Linked DNA regions of Sus scrofa: all the other regions are linked to region 1. Evidence: chromatin contacts called from public Hi-C and HiChIP or PLAC-seq data. All regions are on one chromosome and are shown on one strand. The core of a region is the stretch at or near the end of the contact, and the rest is flanking DNA. Distances in the headings are between cores, read along the strand shown. Region 1 holds the start of TOB1 (transducer of ERBB2, 1). Region 2 holds the start of NME2 (NME/NM23 nucleoside diphosphate kinase 2). Region 3 holds the start of NME1 (NME/NM23 nucleoside diphosphate kinase 1). Region 4 holds the start of SPATA20 (spermatogenesis associated 20).

What was found. A called contact is a pair of places that touch in the nucleus more often than the background predicts. HiChIP or PLAC-seq counts read pairs in DNA pulled down with a chosen protein or histone mark.
Region 2: a contact with region 1 is called in an H3K27ac HiChIP or PLAC-seq map of alveolar macrophages. The contact joins the promoter of NME2 here to the promoter of TOB1 in region 1. A contact is called at or near these places in 2 of 5 promoter capture datasets (fetal liver and liver), 1 of 47 Hi-C or Micro-C datasets (liver) and 1 of 2 datasets of contacts at active chromatin or transcription factors (alveolar macrophages).
Region 3: a Hi-C map of embryonic fibroblasts shows a contact between it and region 1, with 2.9 times the contacts expected there. The contact joins the promoter of NME1 here to the promoter of TOB1 in region 1. A contact is called at or near these places in 8 of 47 Hi-C or Micro-C datasets (embryonic fibroblasts, fetal heart ventricle, liver and 3 more).
Region 4: a contact with region 1 is called in an H3K27ac HiChIP or PLAC-seq map of alveolar macrophages. The contact joins the promoter of SPATA20 here to the promoter of TOB1 in region 1. A contact is called at or near these places in 1 of 5 promoter capture datasets (liver), 2 of 47 Hi-C or Micro-C datasets (fetal skeletal muscle and retroperitoneal adipose tissue) and 2 of 2 datasets of contacts at active chromatin or transcription factors (alveolar macrophages and skeletal muscle).

What each region holds. Positions count from the first base shown.
Region 1 is chr12:27,118,614-27,122,898 of Sscrofa11.1, forward strand. It overlaps TOB1 (transducer of ERBB2, 1), which reads right to left and starts at 1,293. Exons shown (of 12, transcript NM_001123205.1): 1 at 1,037-1,293.
Region 2 is chr12:27,437,048-27,441,836 of Sscrofa11.1, forward strand. NME2 (NME/NM23 nucleoside diphosphate kinase 2) reads left to right here and starts at 2,482. Exons shown (of 5, transcript NM_001044610.2): 1 at 2,482-2,633; 2 at 2,965-3,094; 3 at 4,145-4,246. The coding sequence starts at 2,969.
Region 3 is chr12:27,413,636-27,418,142 of Sscrofa11.1, forward strand. It overlaps NME1 (NME/NM23 nucleoside diphosphate kinase 1), which reads left to right and starts at 2,802. Exons shown (of 5, transcript NM_001204759.1): 1 at 2,802-2,894.
Region 4 is chr12:26,826,312-26,830,937 of Sscrofa11.1, forward strand. It overlaps SPATA20 (spermatogenesis associated 20), which reads left to right and starts at 3,175. Exons shown (of 16, transcript NM_001159313.1): 1 at 3,175-3,295; 2 at 3,427-3,606; 3 at 3,731-3,795; 4 at 3,996-4,150; 5 at 4,228-4,371; 6 at 4,474-4,626. The coding sequence starts at 3,219.

The sequences.
Region 1 (4,285 bases), core at 43-2,542:
GAAAACAGCCGGACAGGCGGGTACGATAAGGTCGACCTTTAAACGTTTGCTGGATCAGCACTGGGTGGGGATAAGGAAAGATCAAGGGCAAACAGAAGATATTTGCAAAGGAGGGATCTGAGGTTGATCTAAAAGGACATTTAAAAATCAAGTTGATAATTCATCTGTTTCATTTTTCCATACTCGTAGTGACAAAGGAGAAAGAGTCCCCGGCTGCCCTAAACTACAAACACTCTCCAAGCCAAAAGCCCTGAGTGCTGGCAAAGGCAGCCGATTAGGCCAAATTGCTTGAAGGTGCAGCCGAGCGAAATTCAGGCTCGGCAGAAGGTAGTTTCAAAGCAACGCCTTAAGACAGGAGCGTGAAGAATTACATAAACAGCCAGTTGGGTCTCATTAGATTTCTGCTCACAGCCCTCGGAGCCCAAGCGCTACAGCGGCAGCAGCCAAGAGGAGGAGGAAGAGAGTACAAGTCTCCTCCTCCAAGGAGGAGGAGGAGGAGGAAGGCCACGAGAGATGGAAACGCGACCATTTGGGGCCAGGGGCCCGGACACCCGGCGGGTCGCCGCGCCGGCTGCACCGGGTCAGCCGCTCCCTCCCCCCGCCCCAGCCGTAACCCGACCCGCCGCTCCCTGCCCCCGCCTCAAGGCTCCTGGGACCCGGCCAGAGCCTGGGGAGCGCTGGTTCCCTGGCACCATTTTCGGGCCGGCCAGCCACCCGCCCCGCGGAGCCCAGCGTTCCCTTCGCGTTCGCTGCTGCTCCTGGGCACCCCAACCCCCGATTCCCATCAGCTCGCCCCGGGCCGCCCTTCCCCGGTCACCCGGCCCCGCCGAGCCCAAAGCGCCGGCCAGCCCCGCCTCCAGCTCCCGGGCGCACCCGGGCCCCTCGGAGCTACCTCGGGTCGGGTGTTGAGAGCCGCTCCCCTCCACGCCCGGGCCGCGACGCCGCCGTCCCGAGCCCCCAAGGGCCCGCGGCTCGACGCTGCTGCAGCCCCTCCTCCTCCTCCTCCTGCCCCCGCCCGCCGCCCCTCGATACTTACGGGCTGCTTCCACCACAGACCCAGCGGCTGGGCGGAGGAGAAGGGAGGGTCGGCGGCAGCGAGCTGGCTGGGCCTAGTGCACGCCGACGCTGCCGGGAGGAGGTTGCGGAGGACGAGAGCCTCAGGAGTTCGCCCCTTCTGGCTCGGGTTGGCGAGGACGGGGTCAGGTGAGCGCGCCCACTTCTCCACACAGCCCGGTGCCCGGCCCAGCGTCCCCGTACAGCGCCCACTCCGCGCCGGGCCAGAGCTTTGCTCCTTCTGCCGCGGCGCGCGCCCCGCCTCTCGTTTTATAGTCTCCTCCCCGCCCCCCCATCCCCTCCCGTAGGGGTGCGCGCGCCCGCTCCGCGTCACACAGCTCCGGGCGGCGTCACCATTCCCTATCCTCCCACCCGGCACCCGAGACCCTCACCGGCTGGCTCCGCCCCTGCCCTGCCCCCGGACGCCATTGGCCAAGTCCCTCCTGCCCATGTCCCAAACCGAGGCGGTGGGCCGGGCGGGCAGGCCACACCCCTCGGGCTCCAGGATGGCCAATGAACCGACTATCTGGAGTCACTGTGGGCGGGATTAAGAAAAATTGGAAAGGGATTGGGGGAGAGACGTGCCAGTGAAGGCGACAGAGGTGGTTTGGGGCGGCTGACTCTGCGTCTAGGCCGAGAGCACCGGGGAGGAGGGGGGAGGGGAACGGAGCTGGAGGCGAAGCGGCTGGGGAGAACTGTGGCGAGCTGTCGATCTCGAGAGGGAGGGGAGGATTTACAAAGCATGCTCCACCCGAGTGGGATTGTGGTCGAGGAAAATCCCATTCGTGGACGAGCTACCACGTCGGCCTCCAGTGCACCCAAGAGAGCTTAGAAAAAGGGCGAACTGTGACAAGGACTCGTGCACTCGGTTAATTAAATCACCGCAAGGGCCTAGGCCAACTGCCGTCCAGAGAGGGGCAACTGCAGAATCCAAAGCTGCTGTGCCAGGCTGGGGGTGGGGAAGGGAAGACCACCCGGCCACACCTCCCGCCCCGGTGACAGTTTAACTGCCTCCGCTTCCCACATCAGACCTCCCCGTGCAACCCGGCAGCAACTCGGACGTGGGGGTGTCTTGAGAGTATAAGAAGAATCACATTTTATTCCGAATGTCCCAGTCCAGCCCTCCATGCCAAGTTGCGTACGTATCTAAGTGTATATGTGCATGCGTGTATTTCAAGTGCCTGTTTTAACATGAATACACATAATAAACACAGTGCCTTCCTATATTGTACGTTTAAGATAAAATTATCTTAGTTAAAATATGGGTGAAAAAATAGGGAGCAGGGAAAGACAGGGACTCAAAAGGGGCGGGCAAACGCTTCTTTTTCACAACCTGCAGCAGAGAATTACCCCAAGTTAACACTGGGAGTGGAACCAGGCGTCTCTTACGGCTAAAAATATTACTCACAGGTAGCAACGACGCCTCATTGGCCAGACTTCTCCCCTAGCAACCAGGCGATTGGCCGTCTGGTATCCAGGAGACCGACGTCAAACTCGCACTGGGAAAAGGAGCGAGAAGGTCTAAGGGGAGAGAAGGGTAGGAGGGGGAGAAAGAGGAGCAATGAATGAAACGCCCATTGCCCGGCCTTCCCCTCTCCGCTTTCTTCAGCCCTCAAGGAGTGCTTCCTGGAAAAACACCAATTGGGGCGCCGCCTTCCTCTCAAAACCGAGGGGTTTGCACTCTCTACCTGCTACGTGGAAGTTAAACCACAATCCACCGAGGAGTGGAGTGTTTGCGAAGCTGGCTGTGCAGACCAGCCGTGCTCCTGCGGCACAAACCCGCTTTATGGACGCAAAAAAAAAAAAAAAAAAAATTATAGTTTTTTTTCCTCCAACTTGATTCTCTTGCCTTCCTTTCCTCCTCTATTTGAAGGATAGAATTGAAAAAGAGTGTTTCCAAAGACCCAAAGTGTGTGAGGGGGGAGGGAAAGTGGGTTTGTGAAATAGGCTGAGGGTGGGAGTGGTCGGGTGACCGAGTTTTTCGTTTATTGTACTGATTCCTAAAATTCAGGTATTGTTTTTAAAGAGCATAGAAGTTTTTACTCAATGATTCTTTAAGTTCTGTTTTTTTACTATTTGGGTTTTTCAGTTGTAAACAAGGACGAGTAAGATTTGGTTGTGAAAGTATGTAGGCATTTTAAAGTAAAACGCCCCTTGCGCTGCGTTAATATAATATAATATAATATAATATATAATATAATATAAACCAATTTATATTATTCGTTCAGTGTCTTCTTTTTGCTCATTTGTGTTTTTTTTCAGTAATGAACATTAATTCCATTTAGTTTTTTTATTTTATTTTTAAATTTTATAATTAGTTAAGCATAGAAATTGCAAGAATATAGGATGTTTGGGGAATGGTTTACCCAGAGAAACACTTGCTTTTCGTGTTCTCTAGAACATAATTTCTTTTACCATTAGGGAAATAATATCACTGTACCAAACATCCAGAATTGCAGGATCATGAATCGGGGCCATGTGTCTTAATTTGTAATTTGGAAAATATTTCTCTGTAATTATAGGAGCATATTATGCTTGGTTGAGATTAATCCATCTACCTAAGGATAGATGAACTGTAATTTTGTCAAGCTTGTCTATACTTTTCAAGAACTCTGTAAAGGGAAGGCACAGATTCTCTTTACTGAACTGCCCAGGTTTAAAACTTGAGAGCAGCATCTGATAAGTGTTGATTAAATATCAATAGCATGGTTCATGGACATGGAAGGCAGACCTGTGTTTGCCAGGGGGGAGGTGGGGGCTTACAAGGAGTTTAGGGTTAGTAGATGCAGACTGTTATATTTAGAAGGAATGGGTGATGGGGTCCTGCTGTACTGCACAGGGAACTGTATCCAGTCCCTTGGGTAAGAACCTGATGGAAAAATGAAAAAAATAAAGGGTGTGTATGGGTGGCCAGGTCACTTGGCTGTACATCAGAAATTGAAGAAACATTGTAAATCAACTATACTTTAATAAACATTTTTTAAAAATAAAAAAATAGGAGTTCTCATCATGGCTCAGCAGAAACGAATCTGACTAGTATCCATGAGGACACAGGCTCCATCTCTGGCCTCGCTCAGTGGGTTAAGGATCTGGTGTTGCTGTGAGTTGAGGTGTAGGCCAGCATCTACAGCTCTGATTTGACCCCTAGCCTGGGAACTTACATATGCCATGGATGTGGCCCTAAAAAGACTAAATAAATAATAAATATCAGTAGCAGTACATAGAATTTTTA
Region 2 (4,789 bases), core at 1,232-3,731, 320 kb after region 1:
ACTGTTAGATTTTTTTCTTCTTTTGTCTTTTTAGGGCTGCATTTGCAGCATATGGAGGTTCCCAGGCTAGGGGTCTAATTGGAGCTATAGCCACAGGCCTACACCACAGCCACAGCAACACCAGATCTGAGCCACGTCTGCGACCAACACTGAGGCTCAGGGCAACATGGGATCCTTGACCTGCTGAGTGAGGCCAGGGATTGAACCCGCAATCTCATGGTTCCTAGTCAGATTTGTTTCCCTGTGCAACGACGGGAATGCCAAAACTGTTAGATATTTAAAGTGTACAACATGATGACATAAGTATACATTATGAAAGGATTGGGAGGGGTTTTTTTTGGGGGGGGGCAGCTGAGGACTTAAGTTCATTTCTGTTTCACTCAAAGATTGGGGGCTGAGGAGTTCCCATCGTGCAGTGGCAGAAACCCTGTCCTCCCAAAGAGGCACAAGCTCCAGAGGGGGAGAAAACAAATTCCGGGAGAGGGAGGCTGCCTCTAGCAGGAGAGCCAGGTGTAAGGGGAGATGGACGGAATCAAGGAGCTATGTGTGTGTCACCAAGGGGACGTGGGTTGAAGGGACTCTCGAGCACAAGGGGACGTTGGGGGCAGGCAGAGAGCCAGTTCCACCGCATGGCCCCCATTACTTGGGTCTGAATCCAACTAGGAACCATGGGGTTTCGCATTCAGTCCCTGGCCTCGCTCAGTGGGTTAAGGATCCAGCATTGCCATGAGCCATGGTGTGGGTTGCAGATGTGGCTCAGATCCGATGTTGCCGTGGCTGTGGGGTAGGCCGGCAGCTGCAACTCTGATTCAGCTCCTAGCCTGGGAACCTCCATATGCTGCAGGTGCGGCCCTAAAATGCCATAAAAAGGGGGAGAGGGGCTGAGGTAGAGAACCAGAACTCGGAGGAGAAGGAGTATATGTGCAGCAAGGCAGGAGGGTTATACCTTCTCCAGTTAAGGACAGTCTTCTCAGGAAGGAAAGGAGAGGTGAAAGGCAGAGGGCTGCGACTGGCTGTACCACAAGGTGGTATTAGCGACAAGAGACACAAAGCTCTGCAGGGAAAGAGCCAGTGAAATGTCTACTCTCGACATGTGATAACTCTAAAAAGGAAGCCCCAATAAAAGTGTACTGCAGATTGAGGCCCAAGGGAACACGGGGTGTCCCTGCTTTGGAATAAAGACTGCCAGTGTACTGTGGTTTCATTTAAGGCCCTACACTAGAAGTCTGAAAAGCCTGCAAGGGGTAATAGAGCCATGTCATCCAACACAGGTTATCGGCGGGGTGCCAGGACCACTAGGGGGATGACCCAGGATTCCTGCGGTCAGCTCACTGCCCTGAGAATAGAGACACTGGGGCTCTGCCCATCTCAGGCTACAAACACTGCTGTACAGGGGTCAGGACACATACTGAGAGGATGGGCTTGCTGGCTCCTCCAGGGAAGCTGGGTATCACCGAAGCGTAGCTAGTGGTTTGCAGGCAGAGAGGAGACAGAGATTGTCTGCAAACATATGTCAGGCCTGATTTCTTTCTTTCTTTCTTTTTTTTTTTGTCTTTTCTTGAGACGCTCCAGCAGCATATGGAGGTTCCCAGGCTAGGGGTCTAATTGGAGCTGTAGCCGCAGGCCTAGCCAGAGCCACAGCAATGCGGGATCCGAGCCGCGTCTGCAACCTACACCACAGCTCATGGCCACGCCGGATCCTTAACCCACTGAGCAAGGCAGGGAACGAACCCGCAACCTCATGGTTCCTAGTCGGATTCGTTAACCACTGCGCCACGACGGGAACTCCTGTCAGGCCTGATTTCTATGAGAGAATCTAGCATCTAGTCAAGGGTGTATCTCAGGCTGAACTGGATAATCTGACCGCAGGATAATACTGGGGCAGAGATCATCATTTCTGAGTGGGAACAGGGCAGCGAAATTGGTCTGGGAAAGTGGGTGGGGAGACAGGCAGCACGGAGCCGGGCACTCTGTGGAAATCACCGGGTATTTTGCTAAATGAGCATTCATGCCATCCTCCAGGCAGGATGAGTCATCAGAGCAGGGCCGAGGGGTCAGATAGTGTTTGAGAAGCCTTCTGAGGGAGGCTCCTTGCCAAAGATGTGAGGTTGAGGCGCACTGGGAGGCTGCCGGTTCGGATGAGGGAGGTGGAGGGCTAGAAGCAGGGCTCCAGCAGAGAGGAGGGAAAGGGGAAACTGGATTTCACAGGTAGAATAAGGACCTGTGGTGCCTGAGCGGGAGGCGAGAAAGCTTAGCTCTGGGTGCTCGGCGGAGGGGGAAAGCAGAAGGTACCGGCCGGGATGCGGCCTCGAGAGCGGGACAGGTTTTCGTGCGGGCGCGCGATGGGAGGCAATTTAGAAAGGAGGTGGATTGGACGCCCGCGGCCCTACCGTGGCACGTCCAGGTGGAGAGGAAACCACTTCCTGGCCCAGGAGCCCTCCCCGGCTTCTTCCGCAAACCCGGGGCGTGGACAGAGTCGTCCGGCCGCCTCCCGCCTCGCGGGTTGGGCGGCGGGCCGTCCGGGGTGTGGCCGCGGTGGGCCCCTCCTCCGCGGGCTCCAGGCCGCGGGGGTCCCTCCGCTCTCAGGTCTCCGCTCACTTCTCCACCGCTGCTCGCTGCCCGCCCTCCAACCGGTAAGGTAGCGGCTCCTTCGCCTTCCCGCCCTCGGGCCCCTTTCCGCTCGCGCTGCGGCCGGCCGGTCCCGGGCCGCAGGCCCCCCCCCCCCCCCCGCTCGGCCCCGCAGGCCCGGCCTTCCTCTCGGGGCCCCTGCCGCGTCCCCTCCGCTGGCGCCCGGGTTGGCCGAGGGGCGGCGGCAGGGCGGCGGCCTCCGGGAGGCCACGTGTCCCCGCAGAAGCGTCTGCGGGCGGGGGCGGGTGCCACGTGGCCTCGGGGCCCGGGTCCGGGGCCCCGGTGCGGCCTGTGTGGGCCCTGCCGCGGGGTCCTGAGTGCACCTGCCGCTTGCAGGACCATGGCCCACGCGGAGCGCACCTTCATCGCGGTCAAGCCGGACGGCGTCCAGCGCGGTCTCGTGGGCGAGATCATCAAGCGCTTCGAGCAGAAGGGATTCCGCCTCGTTGCCTTGAAGTTCCTTCAGGTACATGCCCCGCTTCCCTGCCCCTGCGGCCTCAGGGTCGCGGGTGGTACTTCTTACCCCAGTGGCGATGCAGGTCTTTTTTCCCAGTCAGAGACCCCCCCTCGAATGATTTCGCCCCTGCGAGAACCTCTTTGCCCTGGGTCCCCTCCCCAGGGTGCCTCGGCCCCACTGACCCTTCCTCGAAGCCCGGGGGGAAAGACGCCCTTGGAAGGTTAAGCGGAGGTAACGTGACTCGGGCTCCGGGGCTGCTTCCTCCCCGCGGCTGCGTTGGGCCGTGGGCCGCAGGGGGGCAGCAGGGAGTGGAGAAGGCCTGAGCCTCGGGCCCACGCGGGTCCACCCAGGCTGGGGCTGGAGGGTGGAATCCTTTTGTGCTTTAGCTTGCAACTCTTGAGAGGCTTGAGATTTTCAGGGGGGTGCTCTTTCTTCTGCTTATTTTCTGCAGGCTCTCGTTGGCTTAGGGCAGTAACTTTATTTTCCACATTAAAATTGGGGCTTGGATCCGGACCCGTAAGGGATAAATAAGAACTGAAATTTAAACTAAACTCATCAGTGAAGAGGAGGTGGTTCTCAGTTCAAGTCTGAAATGTTTAAAAGGGCATTGTGGGCCAGAGGGTTTGATATGGCTGCTGCCATATTTCCTTTGATTCCAGCCGACAGTTAACTTCCTAAATCTAGATCCTCAAACCACCGACTTTTTTCATTTTTGGCTGCCTTGCAGCATATGGAGCTCCCAGGCCAGGGATCAGATCCCAGCTGCAGCTACGGCCTAAAGTGCGATCCTTAACGCACTGTGCCAGGCCAGGGATCCAACCTGAGTCCCAGTGCCTCAGAGATGCTGCTGATCTCGTTGTGTCACAGCGGGAGCTCCTGGATGGGATTATAAAAAGCAAAACCACACCTTATGAATCCTGGCTAAAATCAGGGCTTTTAGAGAACCTACCCTGTTATAGAGTGGTGGTGGTTGGGGGCGGGGGTTCGTGAGGATGGGGTAGGGCCCTCTTTGGGCCTTTTAAATTTATTTCCTAATTGGCACCTGCTCTTCAATGCCAGGCCTCTGAGGAACTCCTGAAGCAGCACTACATTGACCTGAAAGACCGGCCCTTCTTCCCGGGACTGGTGAAGTACATGGGCTCAGGGCCAGTTGTGGCGATGGTAAGTGCTGGTGCTAGGGAAGGAGGCACTAAGGAAAATAAGATTACTGGGTTTGCTGACAGGTTAGTGGGTGTGCGTCATGTCTGCATGTCCCTTTTAGACATCTTCCTGGAGTTCCCTTTGTGGTTCAGTGGTTAACGAATCCGACTAGGAACCATGAGGTTGCGGGTTTGATCCCTGGCCTTGCTCAGTGAGTTAGCGATCTGGCATTGCTGTGAGCTGTGGTGTGGGTTGCAGATGCGGCTCAGATCCTGTGTTGCTGTGGCTCTGGTGTAGGCTGGTGGCCACAGCTCCGATTCGACCCCTAGCCTGGGAACTCCATATGCCGAGGGAGCAGCCCTAGAAAAGGCAAAAAGACATCTTTAGATACTCCAAATTTTCTCTTTTTTTGGGGGGGGTTTGTTTTTTGTTTTTTTAGGTCTTTTTTTTTGTTTTTTAGGTCTGTCTTTTTAGGGCCGCACCCGCAGCATATGGAGGTTCCCAGGTTAGGGGTCGAATCAGAGCTACAGCTGTCAGTCTACACCACAGCCACAGCAATGCAGG
Region 3 (4,507 bases), core at 1,552-4,051, 300 kb after region 1:
CCCACACCACAGCTCATGGCAACGCTGGATTCTTACCCCACTGAGCAAAGCCAGGGATTGAACCGGAGTTCTCATGGATACTAGTCAGGTTCGTTAACCACCAAGCCACAATGGGAACTCTTTGCTCATTCTATATTTGGATTTTTTTTTCTTTACAGTTGAGTTGTAAGAATTCTCTATATAGTCTCGATACTGGGGCTGTGTTGGACATGCAGTTTGCAAATATTTTCTTCTACCCTGCAGCTTATTTTTTTTCATCCTCTTCTTGGGGTCTTTTGAAGAGCCAAAGATTTTAATTTTGATAAGATCCAACTTATCAGAGTTTTCCTTTTATGGATTTTGCTTTAGGTGGCAAGTCTAAAAACTTGCCTACCCCTTGGTCTTGAAGAATTTTTTTTTTGGCCGCACCTTGGGCACATGGAAGTTCTTGGGCCAGGAACTTAATCCAAGCCACAGCCATGGCAACACCAGATCCTTTAACCCACTGCACCATAGCAGGAACACCTGAAGATTTTTTCCACCATGTTTTCTTTTTCTAAACTTTTTGTAGTTTGATTGAAAAAAAAAAAAGGTACAACCTAAAAGTTGTGAATTATGTTTTATTTGGTGACCTTTCTATGACTATAGCTTGGGAGACAGACTCTCAGATAGCTCTAAGGAACTGTTCCAAAGAAGTAAGAGAGAAGTCAGGATATTCAGATTTTACTGAGAAAACAAACAAACAAACCATAAAACATGTTAGTGGAGTTCCCTTGCGGCACAGTAGATTAAGGATCCAGCATTATCATTGCAGCAGTTCAAGTTGCTACTGTGGCTTGGGCTCCATCCCTGGCCTAGGAACCTCAACATGCCCTGGGCATGGCTGAAAAAAAATGTTAGTGGAACATCAAAAGATTATTGCTAATTTCAAAACGTAGATGCATATGCATTGAGAACACAACAACAATCAAAATGCTCATTGAAATTATTCCTTTGAGGATTTCCTGTTGTGGCTCAGCAGTAACGAACCTGACTAGAAACCATGAGTAAGCAGTTTTGATCCCTGGCCTTACTTAATGGGTTAAGGATCTGACGTTGCCAAGAGCTGTCATGTAGGTTGAAGACAGACTCAGCTTGGATCCCAAGTTGCTGTGGCTGTGGCTTAGGCCAGCAGCTGCATCTCTGATTTGACTCGTAGCCTGGGAACTTCCATATGCTGCAGGTGTGACCCTAACCAAAAAAAAAAAAAAAAAAAAAAAAAGAAGAAGAAAGAAAGAAATTATTCCTTTGACATGCATCTTTATCTAGGGCCAGTATACTATTTTTCTCTTCAGGGTGCACCTTTGGGGAGGCTGCAGTGGCTGATGGCTTGATGACAGGCCATATTCTTTGTTTACTGAAATGGCAGGCATAGTTTTTTTGTTTTGTTTTGTTTTTTTGCTTTTTAGGGCTACACCTTCGGCATATGTAAGTTCCCACGCTTGTGGTTGAATCAGAGCTGCAGCTGCTGGCCTACACCACAGTCACAGCCACAGCCAAGGCCAAGCCAGATCTGAGCTGTGTCTGTCACCTACACCACAGTTCACGGCAATGCTGGATCCTTAACCCACTGAGCCAGGATAGGGATTGAACCCATATCCTCATGGATACTAGTTAGGTTTGTAATTCTCTGAGCCGCCACCTGTTTTGTTTTGGGGGTTTTTGGGTTGCACCCGGGGCATGTGGAAGTTCTCTGAGCTCGGGATCAAATCCATGCCACCGCAGCTACCCAATCTGCTGCAGTGACAATGCTGTATCCTTAACCTGCTGTGCTACAAGGGAACTCCTATCCACATAGTTTTACACTTACAAATCTATAATCCCTCTGGAGTGATTTTCTTTCAAAGTGGGAGGTTTAGGTGGAGGTTTTTTCTTTCCTTCCTTCCTTTCTTCTTACTTTCTTTCTGCCTATAGGTGCTCCAGCACATTTTTTGAAAAGGCTCCTGATTCTATCCTGTACTTTACCACAGCCATTCCTCCTGCAGCAGGCAATGATTTTTTTTTTTAAATGTATCAGATGATATCATGCCCTGCTCAAAATTCTCCAATGGCTTCCCACCACATCATAATCTTGCTGCTCTCCAGTTGCATTTTCTAGCACTTAATGTCCACTGGCTCTCAGGTAATCTGACTTCAGCAGGTCTATTCTACTGTCACCCCCTGAGAGAGCACACCAGTCAACATTTAAAGTACTCCTTTACCCTACCCCCTCGCTGTGCTTTTTCTCAGTAATATTTACATACTATGATATATTACATGTTAATTTGCTCATTTGTTTATTGTTTGTCTTTATTCCCAACCCCACGAGAAGTTCCAAGAAAGTTTACTGCTATACCCCAGACTCTGAAACAATATCTGACACATAGAAGGTACTCAATAAATAATTTGCTTGACAGGCTGGAAAGAATGAGCAAATGTAAAACGAGGACACTGACTACTTCTAGGTCAGGCGCTAGTTCAGTTTTCACGCAAAGTGTGAGCGCCACCTCTCGGGAAGCCAGTTTGCTCGCGAAAGAAGGAAGTGAGTCACAGATCTTAAAGGGAAAAAAAAGATGGCTGCAGCGTGCGAGAAGAATAGGGAGAAGCCGTACCGGAAGTTGAACTTCAGGAAGTTGCTCCCTTGAACGATATCCGACTGTCGGGAGGAAGCGTAGGCGAGTGGTGTTCTGCAAAATGGGCTCTCCTGCAGCCGATTATGCGCAGAAGCGTTCCGCGCGAGCGGGTGCTAGGAACCACGAGGAGCTGGGGCGTGTTTCCGGTGCGGGTGACAGGCGACGGAGTTGAAGCCCAAGTGCCCGGAGGGGTGAGAAGGGTTCGAGGTCCTGAGAGAAAAGGGAGAAGAGTGGGGTCCAGGGAGGGGGAGGTGAAGAGGTCGGGTAAGTTCCACTCGGAGAAGTGGCCAGGGGGATCGGGTGGGAGGGACGCACCCATTGACAGGTGCAAACCTGTCAGCTCACGTCCCGCGCCACGTGGACTCGGCTTTGTCCGTGGCTGCTTTTCCCATCAGTCCGTGACTGTAAGGGTTGTGCCTTATTTGTTTATATCGAGTGCAGTGCTCAGTGCTTACTGAATGAATGACAGATATGTATCAAGAGTGGGTGTGGGGAACACGTATAGGGACTGCTGTTTGTGGCTCTTTAGCCCCATGTTCTCCTAGGGAATTCATGCTTGTCTGTAGCTTCTATTAGGAGTTCTCCGCCAGTTCTTGGGCCTTGTCTCTTTTTCTTGGAGGTGCAGGGCGGTTATCATTTAAGACATTTTCTTTGCTCTTATTGAGTACTAGGCTCTGTAACTAGGTACTAGGGAAGTAAATCATCTCTGTATTCAGGGGCAGGCCTGTGAGAAATAAACAGAAAATTCACATATATTGTTAAGGTGTTGTAATAAAAGGCCAACTAAATTATAGGAAGGTAGAGCCAGGAGGTGGTGCTGCTATCCACATAGGGATTGTCTTTCAAGGTGAGGGGACTCCTTTGTCATCTTGTGGAGGCAGAGCAGGTCCTGAGTTGAGACTTCTTATCTGTAAAAGGAAGAGTCTGAAGTAGGTGGTCTCTAGGCTTTCTTCCAACAGATATTACTCATGGCTACAGTTCTCCCACAATCCACCATTTATTGGTTAGTCAGAATATTCATTAATCTTGTGATGTAGCATAAGCTGCAGAGGGTTGGGAAATCTGGATTGTGACCCTCCTTCTGGTACTCCAGATGTGTTTCCTCATTTGTAAAAGAAAAGATTGTAATGAAATAATCTCTAAACTCCTTCCTGTTATAGCATGCTGAGGTAGTAGGTCAAACTGTATTTCATACTGCCTTGTTTTAGACATCACTCACATATTATCACTGTAGTTTCCCTCATCTGGATAATCCAGAAAGATATTCTTTTCTTTTTCTCTTAATACTTCTTGTCTCAGTTCTGCCATAGTATTGGGTACCCAGTAGATGCTTATGTTAGTCCCCATTGTGGCTCAGTGGCTTAAGAAGCCGACTAGTGTCTGTAAGGATGCAGGTTCGATCCCTGGCCTCACTCAGTGGGTTAAGGATACACATTGCCACAAGCTGCAGCGTAGGTCACAGATGCAGCGTGGATCTGGTGTGGCTGTGGCTGTGGTGTAGGCCTGCAGCTGCACTCTGATTCTACCTCTAGCCTTTCTGTATGCTAGAAGGGTGGGTACAGCCCTAAAAATAAAAACAAAAACAAAAAACTGGCTTCTGCACACAAAGGCAAGGAGAGACTGAAGAAAGGCAGACCACTCCAGATTATAGGTGGCAGTTATAATGACCAAGGGAGCTTGAGGTGGCTGCTGTCACCTACCAGAATTTTAAAAGTTATGCATAGAGTCTTTAAATGGGTTTAGTCATCTATTCAGTCCAGATGGTCTCAACAACACTTTACTCTCTCAAGGCTATGTTTTGTCCTTCGAACAGCCCCTACTATGGGGACAGTAGGCAGAGTGTACCTTTCAAAAACAGAGGTGAGGAGCCTCTAGTT
Region 4 (4,626 bases), core at 1,925-4,424, 290 kb before region 1:
AAGGGTCTTTCCATCCTTCCCCTCACACTTAAGTGCCCACCCTCTCTCTGTGTGTCCCCTCCTTCCCCCGCCCTCCTCGACCCATCCACTCAGCTCCTGCTGTCAGCCTCACCTCTTGGAGCACATCTGCCACGTCCACCAATGGCCTTCACGTTTCTGAAGCCACTGGACCTTTTTCGGTCATCTCCCTGTTGGTTTCTCTGGAGTCGGACCCTCCCTCTTGGCAACCGTCCCTCTGCCTCTGGGATGACACCCCCCCCCCGCCTCCTGGTTTTCCCTTGACCCTCTGTCTTTTAGGGTGCACTCCTGACTTTTCTCGAGCCACGGCTTCTTGCTGCAGGTCATCCTGGGCGATCCCTCCTGTGTCCTCACTGTCTCTGCGCTGAATAGCCCTCCCCTCCCCCACCACCCTTCCTCTGCATTCCAGAGCCTTGTCTTCTCCATGTGTACATCTCAAGGACATCTCAAACCACCATGTCCAAAAAGGACCTCAGGAACCCCCTACCTGAGCCTCTCCCCACACCCCCTCCTCGGCAAATGCCCACCCCCCCATCCAGCACTAGCCCCATTCTGCAAATCACTCTTTTTTTTTTTTTTCTTTTTGTCTTTTTACGGCTGCATCTGCAGCATAGGGAGCTTCCCAGGCTAGGGTTGAAACAGAGCTGTAGTCCCTGTCCTACGCCAGGGCCACTGCAACGCAGGATCCGAACCGCGTCTGCGACCTACACCACAGCTCACAGCAACGCCGGATCCTTAACCCACTGAGCAAGGCCAGGGATGGAACCTGCAACCTCATGGTTCCTAGTCAAATTTGTTAACCACTGAGCCACGACGAGAACTCCTGCAAATCACTCTTGAAACCCCCTTCCTTACAACCAGTCCTGATGATGTTTCCTCCTCTACAGGTTCACCCCGTCTCTCCATCTCCACCTCTGCCTGGTGCAGAGCCCCCCACAGCTCTCCCCTGGCCTCCAAACCCTTCTGCTTCCACTCTTGCCTCTCTCCAGTCTGTTTCTCACCGGCAAGCCGGAGGGACCTTTTCAAAATGCAGGGTCACTCCCCTGCCTATAGCCCTTTTCCACAGCTTCCTGCTCTTAATCAGTAACCAAACTCCTGCTCACAGTCAAGACCTGGCCCCTGCCCTCCTCCTCAACACCCCAACCTCATCTGCTACTCTCTTCTCTACGCTCTCTGTCCTGCTGCCAGGCTGGCTTCTGCTGTTCCTCAGCCCTGACTCACTGTGCTGCCACCGGGCCTTTGCATGTCTGTTCCTCCTGCTTCCCCAGCATTTCCCCCATGCCCTCCCCAGATTCCATCCTTTGGTTCTTCAAAGGCTGCCACACAAATGTGACTTCCTCAGGGAGGCCTTCTTCCCCTGTCTCTCCCACCAGACCAGGTTCCTTGTGACACCGAGTCATGGCACTTCTCGAAGTAGGTGGTTGTGCATTCATGAGTATGACTGTTGGATTCGCTTCTTCCTCCCTCATCTGACTCTGAGGAACACAAGGGCAGGGGCCTGGCTTTCTCTGTTGACCACTGTACCTTACAGAGGGCCCGGTAGGTGGTGGGTCCTTGGTCAATATTGACTGAATGCAACACGTGAGTTATGCCAAGTATCTAATAGGACGTAAAGTTGGCTCGTCATTATGATTCAGGGAAGGCTTCCTGGAGGAGGTGGGATTTGAGCAGGACGTTGAGGTGGAGAGGCAGAACAAGGGGGAAGCTGACTGGCCTGGAGCACCTGGACAAGCCACAGCTTTGCCTCTTGCTTCATTTCTCATTTATAAAACAGGCAAGGGAAAAAAAAAAGTGAACTTGTAGTTTGGAGTTCCCGTTGTGGCTCAGTGGTTAATGAATCCAACTAGGAACCATGAGATTGTGGGTTCCATCCCTGGCCTTGTTCAGTGGGTTAAGGATGCGGCGTTGCTGTGAGCTGTGGTGTAGGGTGCAGACATGGCTCGGATCCCGTGTTGTTGTGGCTGTGGCGTAGGCTGGCAGCTACGGCTCCGATTAGACCCCTAGCCTGGGAACCTCCATATGCCGTGGGAGCAGCCCAAGAAATGGCAAAAAGACAAAACAAACAAAAAACAAAAAACAAAAAAACAGGCAAGGTTAGACAAAATGACCAGAGGCTCTGGTGTTCCACAGCCCTGGCATCCTCACAGCCCTCCAGTTCTCCTCAGGAGGGTTATCCCAGCGCAGGCTGCTGTTTGAGGTCCAGCCCAGGGCGCCCCCGTTCTGGGCACAGACCTCCTCCCAAACCCGGGCTATCCGGCCTGCAGTCCCGCGACCGGCCACCGAGCGGCGCTCGGAGACCAGCCACGCGGCCCGCTGTTTTGGCGAAGACGCGCAGCGGCTGAGTCCGTGCCCGGGCCCGCCCCTCGCAGCCTCCGTCCCGCTCGCCTTTCCTGTCCGCGGCGTCCCAGCCCACGGCCGTCAGCAGCCATGCTGGGCGCGCGGGCCTGGCGGTGCCGCGGCCTCCTGCTGCCCCGCGCCGGGCCGGGCCTCGTCGCGAGCCTCAGGTACGGGCGGGCGAGGGGTGCCCTTGGGCCAGTCGTCCCACTTTGGTCCCCAGCGCCTGCCCGGCCAACCCCTTCATGCCTGCATTCTCCCCACCCTCAAGCCCTGTCCTGCCACCTGGCCCAGGGCATTAACGCCCTCCTGTCCTCCCCGCCAGCTGCGGGGACTCTGTTCTGACACCACCTCCAGGAAGCCTTCCTTGAACCCTGATGCTGGGTCAAGGGTCTTTGTCCAACAACACCCTGCTGGGCTGGCCTGTCACAGTCCTCATTGCTGCGGGGCTCTGTCATTATTTCGGTCTGCCCCACAGTGCCACCTGCCCAGGCTGAGCCCCTTGAAATCAATTTCTGAGTCTTTGGGGGTCGTGAGGGTCTGGCACAGGACCTGGCCCCCTGGAAGTGCCCTGTTGGTGGATGTTGAGTGAGGAAGTCCTGGGTGTCAATTTTCTTCTGCTTGCCCCTCACCCGGTGCAGTCCCAGACCCAGCAGTGGGCAGCCTTCCTGCCCAGACACACACACCCGGGCATTCCAGAGAGACCCGTCCAGCACGGCCACCTGGGGCGGGGCCCACTTAGGGGGAGAGAATGGAGCCAGAAGGACCGTTCTGCCCATTGTGACCCGCCCTGACCTCACAGCCATCACCCTTCCCACCACCAGGTCTGAGAGTTTGGGGGAGACGAACCTGGCAGGGAGCCCCCAATGAGCCACCTTTCTTCACCCCCCCCAAAACACAAGGGGGAGCACAAAGGCCACGGTCTCCCCCGTGGTTCAGAAAGGTGGGTTGGGCTGGGAGCTGGAGCTTCCAGGAGGGATGCCAGAGGGCAAGGTGGGGTGGGACGGGGCTCTGGGGTAGGTGTAGGGGGAGGTTGGGGGGAACCTCTGAGCCTGACCCACCTGCTCGTGCCAGGGGTAGCTCCCCCCGGGACAAGGACCGCAGCGTGACAGTCAGCAGTTCAGTGCCCATGCCTGCCGGAGGGAAAGGGAGCAGGACCAACTGCTCCCAGTCCGCGCCCCAGAAGACCCCCAACCGCCTGATCAATGAGAAGTCACCGTATCTCCTGCAGCATGCCTACAACCCTGTGGACTGGTGAGTCCCTCTCCTGAGGCCTCCCGGGGCAGCTGGACCCTCAGCCCCTCCTATCCCGCCCGCCCCTCCCTCCCCCCCCCCTCGGCCCAGGCTAGTGAGTGATGCCCCACCCTGTCGGGCCCAGGTACCCCTGGGGACAGGAAGCCTTTGACAAGGCCAGGAAAGAAAACAAGCCAATTTTCCTTTCAGGTACTGTACCCCCCTTCCCTGCGATGGGCGGTGGGAAGTAGTGATGGATGGGGGGTAGGGGAAGGGTCTTCTGGGCCTGGGGGCCTCCCAGGAAACTAGAGGTCAGGGTGTCTTCAGCCCAGCGAGGGGGGGGGCGCTTGGCTGGCCCTCCTGTGCCCATCACTGGCCCCCCCTCCCCCGCCCCCATGGCCCCATTCCAGTGGGATACTCCACCTGCCACTGGTGCCACATGATGGAGGAGGAGTCCTTCCAGAATGAGGAGATTGGCCGCCTGCTCAGTGAGGACTTTGTCAGCGTGAAGGTGGACCGGGAGGAGCGGCCAGATGTGGACAAGGTGTACATGACCTTCGTGCAGGTGCGTGGTCTTCCCCTGGAGGGGGGTGGCCCGGGCCCACGGTGCCGCCCCCCTCACTCTTGCCCTCTCTCTGCCAGGCCACCAGCAGTGGTGGGGGCTGGCCCATGAGTGTGTGGTTGACTCCCAACCTACAGCCCTTTGTGGGGGGCACCTATTTCCCCCCTGAGGATGGCTTGACCCGAGTCGGCTTCCGCACCGTGTTGTTGAGGATTCGGGAGCAGGTGGGCACAGCGGAGTGGGGGTGGGGGTGATGATCGGGGGGGAGGGAGCCAGGGGTCCCCACCCGGTGCTGACCTCCAGGTGTGCCCTCCACCCTCCCGCAGTGGAAACAGAACAAGAAAACCCTGCTGGAAAACAGCCAGCGTGTCACCACAGCTCTGCTGGCCCGGTCGGAGATCAGCATGGGTGACCGCCAGCTGCCACCCTCCGCTGCCACCATGAACAGCCGCTGCTTTCAACAGCTGGACGAGGGCTAT